Regions from separate parts of the Gossypium hirsutum genome. Here region 2 is linked to region 1. A link is a contact called in public Hi-C data. All regions are on one chromosome and are shown on one strand. Each heading gives the region's core, a stretch centred on a gene start, on an enhancer-like site or on the middle of the called end of the contact. The rest is flanking DNA. Distances are from core to core; before and after follow the strand shown.

The links. Hi-C and Micro-C count contacts between places; a contact is called where the count stands out from the background.
Region 2: a contact with region 1 is called in a Hi-C map of leaf, with 2.3 times the contacts expected there. The contact joins the promoter of LOC107921752 here to the promoter of LOC107921257 in region 1. A contact is called at or near these places in 3 of 34 Hi-C or Micro-C datasets (leaf and seedling).

What each region holds. Positions count from the first base shown.
Region 1 is chrD01:47,758,564-47,766,433 of Gossypium_hirsutum_v2.1, reverse strand. It overlaps LOC107921257 (homeobox-leucine zipper protein HOX3), which reads right to left and starts at 4,504. Exons shown (of 4, transcript XM_016851134.2): 1 at 4,031-4,504; 2 at 3,582-3,778; 3 at 3,349-3,428; 4 at 1,250-1,725. The coding sequence starts at 4,118. The coding sequence ends at 1,389.
Region 2 is chrD01:48,254,326-48,262,195 of Gossypium_hirsutum_v2.1, reverse strand. It overlaps LOC107921752 (proline-rich receptor-like protein kinase PERK2), which reads left to right and starts at 5,169. Exons shown (of 1, transcript XM_016851568.2): 1 at 5,169-6,089. The coding sequence starts at 5,472. The coding sequence ends at 5,906.

The DNA.
Region 1 (7,870 bases), core at 3,255-5,754:
AATAAAAATATAAAGCACTTGTGCTTTTGTAACTTAATTAGGAAGTTTCGGTATCTGAACCAGCTGTCACTATCCTTCTAAATCTCGCATTGATAGTATTAGATCTTCGGCCTACTAACTTAAGATTTTGGGTTCCTGGGCTATTGCTTGCTGGCTTCTTCAACTACACATCAATCCTCGATCTCTCTAAATTGTAGAAATTAAAATCAAAAGCTATGCTCCATTTACCCACATATATATATATGTGGACTTGTTCAAGTGGAACTGAATTGAATCTCCTCCGATCCTTCCTTTCTTTATATATGAAGCATTGCAACAAATTCCTTTGACTATATATATACCGCCCGCTCAAAGCTGTGAGAAGCTGTTACCTTCAAATTTAGCTGCTGGGGACAATGCCTCAACAAATCTTAGGCCATGAACACATAATTAAGTTTTTCATACAACTAGTCTTCTGCTTATAAACCTCACTCGTCTCTCGGTGGAAAGCCTGATTTAAATTTTATCAATTCAAACTTCTCAAATAAGATTTAATTAGCCGACAGAAGTTTAAAGCTTAAAACCAGCTTGACGAAATAAGCTTTAGACATTAATTATAGTACATATATATATTATAGCATGATATAATCCACCACACGAGACATGTGTCGACCAAGTGCAAGCATATTCTTCTGCCAAAATCATTTGAAAGTAACATTGCTCATCTTTTTGCCGTCACTCAATATCGCGATGCCAACCAAAACCCTTTTTTTTTTCCTTTGGAAGTGCTCGTGATGACTAATCAAGACTTAATTCAAGGCTTGGTTACCAATTTTTGACTTAATTACAATGGTTCGTAATTCGTATAGCCTCAATCTCGATTGAAATTTGGCTCATGAAAGCAAGGCATAAATAATTTTGACTTAGCACCAATGAATTGATTGATTGATTAATAGTAGCATGATTTATATATGCATTATTTAATTTTCCCAATTTTAAAACCCAAAACCAAATTGAGTTCTTTTTTTTTCCTATTCCTAATCCTAACTCCAAAATTACTTCGTTTTTTTTTTTGGGGGGGGGGTGTTTGTATTTTCTTTACTTTTTGAAGCAAAATAATGATCACAAGTAAAAAGTTGGAGATTTTCGAACAACTTTTCGGCTTTGGGGAGTGGGGTTGTTGTCGGCTAATGGCACGTAAAAAGTAGATATGTAAATAGGCAGGCAATAATTAAATATTGATCAATAAAATAAAGAGAAAGCAAAAACAAAGTAAAATCCCTATGTAGATTAGATGCCGATATGTAGTATCTATCCCTTACAATTGTGTGTAAACTAATATGAACATTCCCTAAATCATTTCCCCTTTTTAAATTAAGTTGATAAAGTGGATCATTAAGCCTGACTAGCTAACAAGCCGCCGAAGATGGCCTTGATTGGAGGGCTGATGTTCCTACCTTAGAGGACAAAGTGGTGGCGGTGCGGTTGGTGGCGGCAGTCATTTTGGCGGAGCCCTTTTCGATGGCAGCAGTGGTGGTGGTGGTCACACGCTCGCACCGAGGACACATAGTCAGGGTGGACGCAGGCAGAGGCTCACAGCTGTGAGGCGATATCACGGTCGGTGGTGCTACTTTCATGGCCCTAAGCTCTTCCACCTCCCTTTGAAGCCTTCGGTTTTGCTCCGTCAGTGATCCGAACCATCTCTTCAGGTACTCACATTCCATCTCTGTCTGCTTCAACTTGCTCCTATATATTTATTCATTTTGGTTTTAGTCATTAATTAATAAGTTGTAACCAAGATAATAACCTCTATCTAACTTTCCTGACGTGCCAAGTATTTTACATTTCATGTGGCGTTATAAACCTAAATGAGTATCAAATAACAACTTAACAACAGATACCCAATTTAGGTACCAAAGTTCCCAAATAAGTAAAATCTTTCTTGTGATTTTCTTTTACCCATTTTTTCCCCTTCCTTTAAACTGATGATGAATGGAGAGTAATAAATTCAAGCTTGGATTTTACTCGTATTTCAAGTTCATTTATTATCTTATTAAATGCTAACCATTACATACAGACAAATCAATTATCACTCAAAACAAACTGCAATTCTGATCAAACAAAAGAACATGCATGATTATAATATACCAACCTATCTTTCCCTTCACTCATTTCATTCAATAATGTAATACACGTATGTAATAATTCATCAATGCATGGCTAAGTCCAAAGAATGATGGGTCAAACCACGACTTTATTAGAGAAAAGGGGGATGATGATGATGATGATGATCTGACTACCATTCGGGCCTGAAGCAGACAAGCAATATTTCTTAATTTGCTGCCATCATTGTGATAATACCCATTTCTTCTTCTTCTTCTTTTTTTTAATCCCCCATGCTCTCTATTATCAGCTTATGAAATCAGACCACATCATTAGTTCTTCATAAGTCTGTTGATCTGCTTTTCGGTCGTGTGTCGTTTTTTGTTTCTATAACCTGGTTTTGTGATTATACATGGATGATTGCTTTTGCGTCTATGAAATAATAAGAAAAAGGACTTAATGAAATAGTTCTACATCTATCTATCTACCCGGTTTTATTGCTTACTTTATTTTTATATTCATCTAAATTTTATGCTAATTAAGTTTTGCAATGAGAAAATTATATTGATGAAAATAAGAAACTGCAACTTCCTTTTGCAGCATAAAATCATATGAAATTTTAGGTGAAAGATAAGTGAAGGAAGGCCATAAAGACAACGAATGGCAAAATGTTTGTTTTGCTTATTATGTCATGCATACACGACAAAAAATGATATATAGTATAAATAATAATAATAATAATAGTTATCCTGTAACTTGTTCCAAGTTGTTTGAAGGCCCTAAAAATCTGAATAAATTCATAGAATTTTACGGTGACAACGTGGTGTTGTATATATAGCTTGCTTTTAATTACTCTAATAAAATGTATATCACAGAGTGATAGTGATATATCAACGTCCAAAGACAACCGTTTTGTCAGGGAAATGACAAGAGAACCCCATAAAAATGAATCTAAGCTTTGAGAAACAGGCCTAAGACTGATTAGCATCATAAATTATTATATCTCTAATAACTAAATCTTTGAAACAAAATCTTTTGTTCAAATATTTCTACCTATATTATTAGTGTGAGAAAAATATACCGATGGAATTATTGATTAAGTTTTATTTATTCTGTTATATATATCTACCCTAAGCTACTTTAGTAACACCACCAACGAAATAATGATTCATTGAAAAGGAAAAAAAAAAGAATGAGAATTCATTTAAATGTAAAAAATATATATATTAATTTATGTATATGCATATGTGTATACGTATAGGGTACCTGGCCCTACGGTTCTGGAACCAAACTTCAACCTGCCTTGGCCTAAGCTTCAGCTGCAAAGCCAATGCCCCTTTCTGCTTCTGAAAACACAAAAATCCAAAAAGACATTAAATGAAAGAGATGGTGTGATGAATTTATGAGGTATTTTTTATGTTAAAAGAGGGAAAATGTTAGTTTGGTGTTAATTAATAAGTTTGGAAAGGGTAGGGTACTAGTTTGAAAATTTTACATACAGGGTTTAGGGTATGGTTTAGTCTGAAACTTTCTTCAAGAAGGCGAGACTGTTCTTTTGTAAGACGAAGCTTTTTTCGAGGAGGGGCACCATTATTGCAGCTTTCTTCTTCATCTTCCATGCTTGCTGTGATCCATTCATCTTCTGCTGGTACTTGGTTTATATCCAAATCTCTCACCGTACAACCCCCTTGATCACCTTTAACGTAATATTAAAAAGAAACGAGGTAAATAAATCAAATTTGATGCAAAATCAATCTATTTTCATCACCCATGGGGACGACCATCTTAAAAAGCATAAGAAAGAAAAGAAAAAAAACATTTTTCTGGAAACCATGCATGGAATCCGGGTATAGCATAAGATCAAAGACTGATGATACTAAAAGGGTTGACATATGTGTGTGTGTCTATGTTTATCAGTATTAAGAAGCAAACAATATTTTCGGCTTACCAGAAGAAGGGAAAGAAGGGGAAGAAGCGAAACCAGGAACAGATATCGTCAACTCCAAGTGTGAAGAGCCGGTGGGTAAAACCGCCATGAAAGTTGCAGAAGAACAAAGAAGAGAAAGATAACGATTGATTTTAAGGAGATAAAAGGTAAAGTTTATAAAAAAGATAAAAATAAATAAATAAATAAATAAAAGGGAAACAAAAGGAGACAAATAACAAGCACAAGAATATGAAAAGAAACGAAGGAAGGAGGAAAAAGATGGGGGGATGGTGTGATAGATATAAAAGTCTTAAGTAATAAATAGATACAGTAAATGAATAATAAAAATATTTTAATGAGGAAAAAGGAAAGCAAAATAAAAATATTAAAATTAGCTAGGGTTTTTGACTGTGGTCGTCAAAGTCAAACGCCTGACCCCATCTGATGTGAGACACGTATCATATCAGATAGATATTGGAAAATCTTAGGTGGTGTAGTACAATAAGGGGTATGTTTCGCTGTTTATAAAGTGAGGAGTCTCATTGTTGGGTTCAAAAGTCAGCTTAAAATGATTGGGAGCTTAGACTGGGGAGCCTATTGGTTTGGAGGTGCCCTTCCTATACCCTACACCTCAGCCTCATTACATCTTCATGGTGATGGAGGCATCTGGGCCATTCATTTGGCTGACCTTTTTGGTGATCAATGTATGATTTTAATAATCAGAAAGTGTCAAATGAATAATTATTGCGAGGGCGCAAATTAATGATGTTGGAAGGGTGTACAGAGGAATTGTAACGTATTAGAGCATAAATGCAAAAGGGAGAAGAATGGGGAAACAAATTAAAAGACATTAAATGGGAGAGAGGAAACAAGGGGTAAGGGCTGTGTAAGCCTAGGACTATTTTTGTTTATGTTTTAGGGATCTCTCTCACTCTTCTTTATTGCTTCTACCTTTTTACACCCATACTTAATTGTACAACAATTATTAACTTGTATATTTCCCTCAAAACTTTCCATTTATTTGGTAAGTTTCATCCATTAATTGGAAAAAAACGTTATTCAATGTTTTGTGGAGTTGGTAAGTATAATAACAAATTAAGTAACTATACCATTAATCATCAATTTCTTTCATTACAGTTATTTAAGTATTAAATCTCTAACATCATATCATGTTTCATCTAATTTTTAGTTTCTTTTCATTTTTGTTATCTAAAAATATCTTCTTTTGAGTATTGATTGGAATAAAAGATATATTAAACATTAAAATTAAAAAACTGTTACAAACTAAAATAATGCATTAAAATTTGTCTTTACTCCCTTATCAAAAATTTTATTTTTTCATATTGAAAATTTAAATTTTAAAACATCAAAATCAATTGAATAATGAAAATTTCATAGCCATTGATGGTGTGAGAGGATGTGTTACTACAATATTAAATTAATTAATTAATTAATTTAATCTTCTTCTAAAATTTAAATTTTATTTTATTTTCTCAAATTAAAATCAAAACAAATAACTCATATTTAATAATTGTCTACAAAACTCAAATTTCTTTTGATTATATAATATCGAATCTTCCATGCTAAGCTAAAAGAAAAGAAAAATCATTACAATTAATTAAATTAATTAATTTTATCTTCCAAGCCGAACAAAATCCATAATTATTTTCATCATTTCTTTAATGAATAACAAGCAATTAATTTAATTAATTGCAATCTTTCCTTTTAGCTTAGCATGAAAAATTTGAAATTATATAATAATAAAATTAAGTTTCCTAGACAATTATTAAATATGAATTATTCGAGTTGATTTCCTTAAAGATACTTTGTAAACATAAAATAAAATTTTAAATTTTAAAATAAATAAATTTAATTAATTTCAATATTATAGTAACAAATCCATTAAAATTATCAATAGATAAAAAATTTTAATAATTTATTTAACTGATTTTGATATTTTGAAATTTAAAATTTCAATATTAAAAAAATTAGAATTTTCAGCAATGAGATCAATAAATACAATTTAGCACAATTTTAATGCATTATGTTAGCTTTTACTGTTTTTTCAATTTAATCCTTAAATTTTTTACCCCGATCAAGACTTTAAAAAATAATTTTTTCAGTGACCAAAATTAAAAAGACCTAGATATTGGATGACTAAAATGAAAGTGTAAACATGATGAGGGCATGATTTGGCATGTATTGTTAGCATCATTAAGGATTTAGCACTTGTAACTAAAATGAAAATACCCTAAACATTAGGTGATAAAATTGTAAGGATTTTTTTTACCAAAAAAAATGCACACCAACCAAATTTATAATTGATAAATGTGGCGTGATAATTATTCATCTCATTTCTTAATCATATAAATTTAATCCTCTTATAAAATAACTCATCAATTACCATTTCATATAACATGGACATAAAAAGAATTAATACTATAGCGGTGAATTACTCTGATATTGAAAAAAGAAAATCTAATTGATATGTAATAAATGCAAAATTAAAGGATTGAATGTTATTGATTAATCTTTAACTAAGGTTAAACTTGTCTACACTCTAAATTTTGTCAAGTTTGGTCCAATTCATTGAATTTTTATTTGTAAAAGTAATAAATATATTAAAAGCGTTTTATAAAAATAAATTATTTTTTTCAGTTACTAAATCCGAATCCATATCAAAAAGCTCTTGCTTCACAACAAAATAAATGCGAAACCGGCTAAAACATTTTAGCTTTTGTTATTAAAATAATGGTTTGGCTTTCACCAAAATTAAAAATTAAAAAAATAATGGTTTGGCAAATAAAAAGTTTAAGAACTATATGTTTTTGCTTTTGAAAATTAGCTTTAGGATAAAATGATTTTGGTATCCTCATATATCTAATTTTTTATATATTTCAATTTATTACTGCACCTATTTACAAACTCACATCTTTCCCGCACCACTTTTTAAATACACGTTATTTCAAACCATTTTCTTTTCTAAACCAAGCTTTTAATGTTAAATTAGCCTCAACCCCGTGTAATAGCATGACGGTTAAGGGTATTCATTACTTTAAATATAACTTAGATTTGAGTTGCACTAATCGCGCTATATATAAGTTTCTATAAGGAAAAATTAATTTTTTATTTTTTTTATTTTTTCTCTTTTAGAATTATTTTTAATTTTTTTCTAATAAATGGGAAAATTCTAGGGATTTATAGAAAATTACTTGGCTTTTTACATGAAAAAATATTTTATCTTTTTAATTTACTTATTATTACTTGGGTTTTATCTCTACAACTAAATAACTCAATTTCGTGTAAAAATTAGATAGTTTTTTTGAAGCAAAATCAACTTAATTGTGCAAAAGATAAAATGAGTTACCAAAATGAAAATTATTAAAGTTTAGTAGCTAAAATGAATGTACAATAACATTGAATTAAAGTGAGTGACCAAACTAAAAACTTATTTAAGTTGAATGGCTAAACTAAAAATGATTGTTAACGCCATTACTTAAATTGCTAATTTTTATTTTATTTTTGATTGCCTAAAATGAAAATATATGAAAATTAATTGATCAACTGTGTGAATTACCTTAAATGAAAAAGAAAAAGAAATGGTAAACCAAAAGATTATTAAAGAAAAATGGTTTAATTATTTAGTGAAGAATTAAAATTAACCTCATGGTTTGACTCACTAATATAGAAACGAAAGGAAAAGGGGACAAATGAAGCAAAGTGTTGGTGTGGCCAAATTTGACTGATCATATAAAATAAGTCAATTGCACATTCCAGGGGTTTTGCATGTTTTAGGTGGCAAAAGAAATCTAATCATCAACTTGGATTTGAAGTTGGGACTTGGGACCTTGACCTCCCCAA
Region 2 (7,870 bases), core at 3,920-6,419, 500 kb before region 1:
TTGTGTTTTGTTTCAAATTAGTCCATACTTGTTTCGAAACTAATTTTAGGGTTTCGTAGGCTCAATTTAAGTCTCATTTTTGAATGTATTCTATGAATAGTGATTGTTTATTAATTTATTTTGTTTAAATTAATCTTTGAATTGTGTCATTGTATTATCGGTCTTGTTAACTATCATAATATCTCGTAACCTTAATCCAACAATGGAGATGGGTTAGGGGTGTTGCAGTTGAATCATCCACTAATTAAACAAAATCTTAGCTCTAGCTTAACGAAGAAGAATAGAACATTTAGGTTAGAAAAAAGGACCAGAACGTGGAGCAAAAAGAAAAACCATCTAGAATGGCCCCACTTCACTCTATTTATATACCCCCGATCTCCCTTTTGTGGATTTTGACAAACGACGATGCTTATTGAAATTATCCACTAATTTTTCCTACCAAATTCGGAGGTAGGTAAAAGAAAATCCAGCAAGATCTACGTTACTGTCTAACTAGTCATGGGGAGGGTCAAATCAATCCAATTGACTCTCAACTAATCCCGTTACAAGAACCAACTTGAACAATGCTCATGCATACCAAGCGCACTATACCTTGGCGGTGACTCGCATATAGCGTGGTCTTAAAGACAATTAAAAATAACCTCATTGTTGCGGTTAGCGTCTAAAAGCTAACCAAAAACTTTGATCGAAAAAAGGATGCAATTCAAGGGATTAAGGGCAGATATATTGCTAACTTGCTCTGTCCCATCTCTCTCCATCATCTATAATCTATAACTATGTATTAGAACAAGATACATAGTGCACTGTAGAAGTTGGGCTTTTAAATGTTGCCACGTTTGCATGTTTTCCTTTTCTTTCTGAAATTCAGGTTTTCTTCGTTAGACGGAAAGAGAGAAAAAATGGTTTATTGATTTTTCAATCCTTGTAGTTTTTGAATTTTTGGACTTTAGTCCATCTACTTGCTTTTAATTTAAAAAATACTCATACTTATTTGATTTAAAAAATAAAATTTAATTGATAACATTGTTATTTAACTTCTTTAATATTTTAATGTGTGCTATCTATTGAACTTTAAATTTTAAATTAAACTTTTTGATATTAAACTGTCACATATTTAAAATCAATAAAAATTTAATAAAAATGTTACCAATTGAATTTTAATTTTTAAACCAATCATAAATAGTCTAAATTCTTGAAATTGAATCAAAAAGCTAAATTTCAAAAATTCAAAAATTTCATAAACTAGAGAAATATTTAAATTGAAAATAAAGAAAGAAAAAAAATGAGGAAAGAGACAAAAAGAATTGTATAGTCGTGTTCGTTTATTTTTCTTCTTATTCTAAAATATCATATATTTATTGTTATAAATTTATATGAAGAGATGTTTTTATTTTATTGTTAAAAAATGTACTTAATCTATGAATATCTCAGCTAAATATTTTAATATTTATTATATAATGTATAATTCTATTTTTTATCCTTTTAAAAGTTAAATATATAATGATAAGAATAGTGGTTTCAAAATGTGGAGGTAAAATAGAGTAGGTAAAAAAAAATAACATAACTATTTTATACTCACCTTTTTAAGAAAGAAAATTTGTTTTGCCCTACTCCACTTGCACTGTTAAAACAAAACCTTTTCAATTAGAATGGATAGATTGAAATTCCATCGGATGATTTGAATTTTGCTTTCCTATATAACCAAAAGAAAATCAATTTGCATACATCCAGGATATTTAATCTTTCCTTGGTAGAGTAAAAAGAAAATTAAAATGATAGAAAATTGAAAGATTTGGTAAGAAGAATGGAAAATTCGAAAGAAAAGATAATTTTCTTCCTATTCATTGCTTGGTAGGGTTGAAAAGTAAAAGAAAATAAAATAAAACTTTAGAAAAATACATAATTTTTAACTAAAAATGCATGTACCTCTAATTTTCTCTCTTTTCATCATTCCAATTTGCAATTATCTGTTTTTATTTATTAGGACGATTCTCACCCTATTTTTTCTTACCAGCTTCCATTTTTCCGCTTAATTAAGCTTAACGTTAACTCATGTATATTTCTTTTTAGAAGAAGAGAATAAAAAATGACTAGTGTGAGTAAAAGGAATTATGAAAATCAGTGTTAGTTAAAATTTAATTTAGTGGTGGGTTTGAAATAATGAGAATAACAATTTTTAATGTGGTATAAACTGTAGGGGAAGGATCTAAAAGCATTTCATTAATGGTTGGGATTGGAGGACAAGGGAAGAGAGAAAAAGCAGGTGGTGGAAGATGCCGCTTATGCTTTAAGAAACGAGACGATGGCCTTTTCTTCTCTAACAAATGTCCGCTGTCTCTTCTTATTCACTCATCTTCCACTTCTTTTTTTCAAACATTTTTGTCCCCTCCCACTTTTTCTTCACCTTCTTCTTTTGCTCCATTTTATTCCTAATTATTCCACCATTTTTACATCGGTTAGGTTTCAAGTTGAAACAAAACTATTAGCAACAACGAATCTATTGTCAATTTGATTGTTACGAATGAAATAGTTTTGGGTAAACTATCAAAATAGTCACTTTTATTTGCCTTAGGTTACATTTTAGTCACTTAGTTTTGACATGTTATGTTTTAGTCACTTAGTTTTGACATGTTATGTTTTAGTCACTTAAGTTATCATTTTATTACAAAATGGTCACTAAGTTGTTAGCTGTTGTTAATGATGTAACAACAATCTGACGTGGCCCGTTATTTCATCATATCAGACTAAAATTTTAGGACAAATTACACAACTAGTCCCTGTACTTTTATTTTTTTGAAAAATTTAACTTTTTTCTTTTAATTTCTTTATTTTACTTCTCTTCTTCTTCCCCTTTATTTTTCTCTCTTATCATATTCTTCACTAAAGAAACATAACTTTACCCACTAAGTAAATCAGTCATTGTTTCTTTCACTTGATTCCTAAATTGAATTTCAATCAAAACTGAATATCAATCATTCTTAATCAAATCTCGATTTGAATATAACCTAATTTTGAAACTAAAACTAGATAAAACTAACCAATACTAAAAAAACATATCCTTAATCAAATCTAAACATAAATTGAATTCTTTATATTCAAAACAATTTTTTCATTTTCCAAAATTTGATAGGATTTTGTAGATTATTCCTTTTTTTTTCTTTTTTTTCTGATGAATAAAATTAAGCAAACGATAAATTGATCTAAACCATCTTGGACTTTCCCAAGCAAGCTTGATTGGAACCTGAGCATGGATGAACTGAAGAGAGAAAGGGAGCATTAAACCAAACCGGTTTGGGTAAAGTTGCGGATAAGTTTCATATAGTGGTTGTTTTAGTCATTCAGAGTGTTGAGTTAGTTTGAAGAATCCGTGAACAACATAGACTCGAGAGGGTGAAAATGTTGTAGGTAAGGTAGATAAGGTGGTCATAGGGTTAGTTAGAAGGTTGAAAGAATGGGCTCGAGAAACCTTTGTGAGGGTGGACCGCCATAAGTCAAGACTGGCGAGGTCTTCGAGTGAGGTAAGCTTGTGGACTAGGACATTGAAAGATCCAAATTGGATTGTCAAAGTGGTAGTGGATGATGATGGTGAGAATGTGCGAGGCAAGTTTTATTTTGGTTTCAACTTCCGCCTTTTCTTGTTTCAAAAGCATAAAAAAGTTATGTTAAAGGAAATGGAAAACATAGAAATACTACGTTAAAAGAAATAGAGAATGGAGAAAACAGAGGGAGAAGTATAAGAGAATGGAAAAAATAAAGAAAAAAAGTTAAATTGCTCAAAGCGAAAAAAATATAGAGTCCAATTGTATAATTTAACCTAAAATTTTTGTTTGAGATGATGATTAAACATGCCACATCAGCTTACCATTACACCATTAATGACAATTAATAGCTCAGTGACTAAATGTTACAAATCGATAATCTAAGTGACTAAAATGTAACATTTCAAGCATAAGTGACTAAAATGTAACTAAAGCAAACAAAAGTGATTACTTTAGTAGTTTACCCAATAGTTTTATATGATGAACCTTTTTTATTAATTACTATGGGTTTTATAATATCTTGCATTTCAAGTAGTTGATTTTATGCTTCATTCATTTGGATGGGATGTTCATCCTTTTGTCACTAAAGATCCAACATTTTTTTGGGGTTTCGATGCACTCTTATAAATTTAAGTCATTTATGATCATATCTTGCTTTTATCCCAGTTTCCTTTTCTTCTGTTGGGCCTTTTATCGGTAAAATGTCATATTGCGCCATTACTGACAACACCTCAAAACCTCTTTAACCCAGGCATTATCTTTAACATATTCTTCATATTTTACCAACAATAGAAAACTTTTCTAAAAGAAACTCCAAGAAGTACCAAAAATGATGAAAATTACAAGCCACAACAGATGAAGTAGAAAGGGAAATTGTGAAGATTAGGAGGAAAAACATGTAATTTTTCTTTTAATTACACGAGAAGAAGTTGGACGAAAGTGATAATTAGAGAAAAAGGAACAGAATCCTGAGATAAAGTAGTGACCAAAAACGGTGCGCAAGAGTCCAAGATATTAACCCTTCCCCCGGTTCCCACCCTTGAATTGGGACTGTGAGTGACCACAAAGTCCATCATCTGCCCATGGAATTTGTACATTGTTTGCTGATGAAAGGAGCACTCACCACCTTCACTATTTGAGTAAACCTTTCATTTTCGTTTGTCTGACATTATGATTTAAATATAAAATAAATATGTGATTTAAACTTGAATTCACTAAAACTCCCTTCAACAACTCAAATCAATCATATATCCTTATTTAAAAAGACAATACTGTTGCAAAAACTTAAAGAAAAAAAAGAGAAATGAATTTATGTGTAAAAGATAATTATTACTTCTTAATTTACATTAAGTTATATAGCCTATTTATAATAAAAATTAGATGCACAAATAAAAAAAAGACATGCTATAATATGATATCGTGCTAATAAATTAAATACAAAATAAAGAAAAATATGATATGATATACATTAATTATGCAAGATTTCGTATTAATAAATACCAATTAATTATTGAAATACATAGGTTTATACACTATTTAGAAATTAATGATGACCGGGGAAAGTGTATATAATGGGTCCCTTCATTTTTGGATCATGCATAATTTCCACATGCAACGGGATTCCCTTGTGAAACAAGGCAACGAGACTCCTTTACTGGAAAACAAAAAAGATTAAAAAACAGAAAAGTGCCCTTAAAAACACGTCTCGATAGCCCTCTAAAACTCATTCTTTCGTAGAGCCCAATTTCATCAAAATCAATTTCACTTTTTAGTCTTTCAAAGTCTTTGATGTACCAAATTACGTAACATCACCGCTAGTTCTTCCAAACTTTTTCTTTATTTCCACCACATCTTCCACAAATTAAAAAGATCGATCCTCTTCATTCATTTTAGCTAAAAGCTTTGGGAGTTCCATCAGCAGGATTTGGCAGCATGTCGATGAAAACACACCGTTGGATCAATCCTCACCAAATTCTATCATCACTAACCATTTTCTTTGCCATCACCATCTTTGTATATCCCATCAACGGGATGGAATCAAGGAGGCTTGATGACAGCACTGTTCCAGGTGGTCAAGGCGTCAAGTGTACCCCATCATGTATACAAAGTCCTCCACCACCCTCACTGCCGCCACCATGCCCTCCACCACCATCACCCCCAGCACTGCCTCCACCTACACCAAAAAAGCCGCCAACCCAATACTGTCCACCACCGCCAATACCGCCTAGTCCACCATCCTTTATATACATACCCGGTTCACCAGGGAATTTGTACTCGATTGACCAAAATTTCGGCGGTGCAAACCGGAATGTCGCTGTGGGGTTATTGGGTCTGGTTTGTGGATTATCTCTCCTGTTCGCTTTTTAAAGTTTGTAAGGTCCTAGGATCTTGTACAACAAGTTGGATATAGTAAGTACAAATTCCTTTTCTTAGGACAAGAATATAATTTTGTCCAAACAGAAAGTTTTAGGACCTACAATAGTTATTGAACTTGCTGTTTCATGATATTGTTCAATGATAAAAGTTCGGAAAATTAGCTTTACCTATAAATTACCTGATTTTGAATGGCTGTTCATTTTTCTGGTTCGATAAACGTCTTCTTACTTAGTATATTTAAGTTTGGTTGATTAATAGTTTTTTTATAAGAGAAACGAGATTATTAGTGAGATTTGAATAGGTGATGGGATTCCGAGCAAAGCAGTCCAGCAGGCAGCGGTTGCCGTTCAGAAATAAATTAAGAGGAAAAAAAGGAACCAATTTAGGCCCAGTGTTAGTTGGGCGGTGACGACGCTCTTACGTTGGTGTTTAGTTGGACACATGAGGCCTGTGGTAGCCAACTGCTCTTATTTCATGGACTCCTACTTCTATTCTATTTTGCAGCCATTTTTCACTATCAAAATCAAGCATTTAGGGTGAGTTTGGATAAGCGGTGTGTTTACTTGTGGTTAGTGTAAAAACAGCGGTGGTGGTAAGATTAGATACTATAGTGATACTGTAACGTGAGAGAAAAAGTAAGCTAAACGCACCGCACCGCACCCAATCGCAATTCAAACCCACCCTTACTTACCTTTGAAGTTTGTATTGTTTGATGGTTTTTTTAAATTTCATTTGTTTTGGAGGGAATAATTTAATTTAATTTTGTATACATAAAAAATTATCAATAGATCTAGTCCGATAATCTATAATAAATAACTATATTTATTTAGTAATCTTAATTTAATATATTTATGTGTTTAAATTTAATTTTACTTATATTTTAATCTAAATCTTTTATTTAATATTGTAAATATTTAATGTGTTATTATTAATTAGTTTTGAATAATATATTTCATTATTTATTATATTGTTTTTCAAACACAAATCCATATTCTAAATATATGTTTTCCACAAATATACGTGTATAATAAAGTTTCTAATTTTAAAAATCTATTGAATAGATATTCTTCAAAGTTGAGCTACTCGAAAGTATTTAGATATAAACACTAAAATTAAAATGAAATTGTGATAAAAGAATAAATTTATGAATATTAAACTATTTAAAAACTAAAATATCATTTTTATATAATAGTTATGATTTAGAAAAAAGAGTAAATACCTATATCTTTAATTTTAGATATATTATTCATAAAAAACCATAAATTTATATTTTCTGAAAACTTCTATTTCAAAGAATAAAATGAAAAAGTGAAAGAGAAAAGTAAAGCAAAAGACAAGATTATAACCATATGATTGATTTGATGATGAAAATGTATCAGAAAGAGATCAATGTTGATTTCGACACCAAATTACGGGTCCCGCTTTTTGTACGCTAAATTTGTTACGTTACACGTCATCATGTACCATACTAGGCTATGCATAGCTCTTGATTTTCTTTTGGTTAAATTACACCTAAAGTCAGTAAACTATTACTAAATTTACGTTTAGTTACTCAATTATAAAAAATTACAAAATAATTATTAAATTATTTAAAATTTTTATTTAAATCATTGGGTTATTAAAATCGCTATTGTATGGTCTTCTTTGTTTATATTACTTGCACCAATTGAAAGCTCTCATTCTCATTTCTCTTCTACAATTTGGTTTTTTTTCTTTCATAAAATAGTTTTGAATATCACAAATCCTTGAACCAAGATCCAAACATAAGATATATTTTTCTACTCGTCAATGGGTACTGATCCACCATAATGATTGTCGAATTGTCGCTTCAAGTTTGCTAGTCAGGCTTTTTATTTTTTAAAAAATTAACAAATAAGTGATTAAATAAAAAATTTTGAATAGTTCAGTGACTTAAATTAAAACTATCGAATAGTTGGTGGCCCTTTTATAATTTT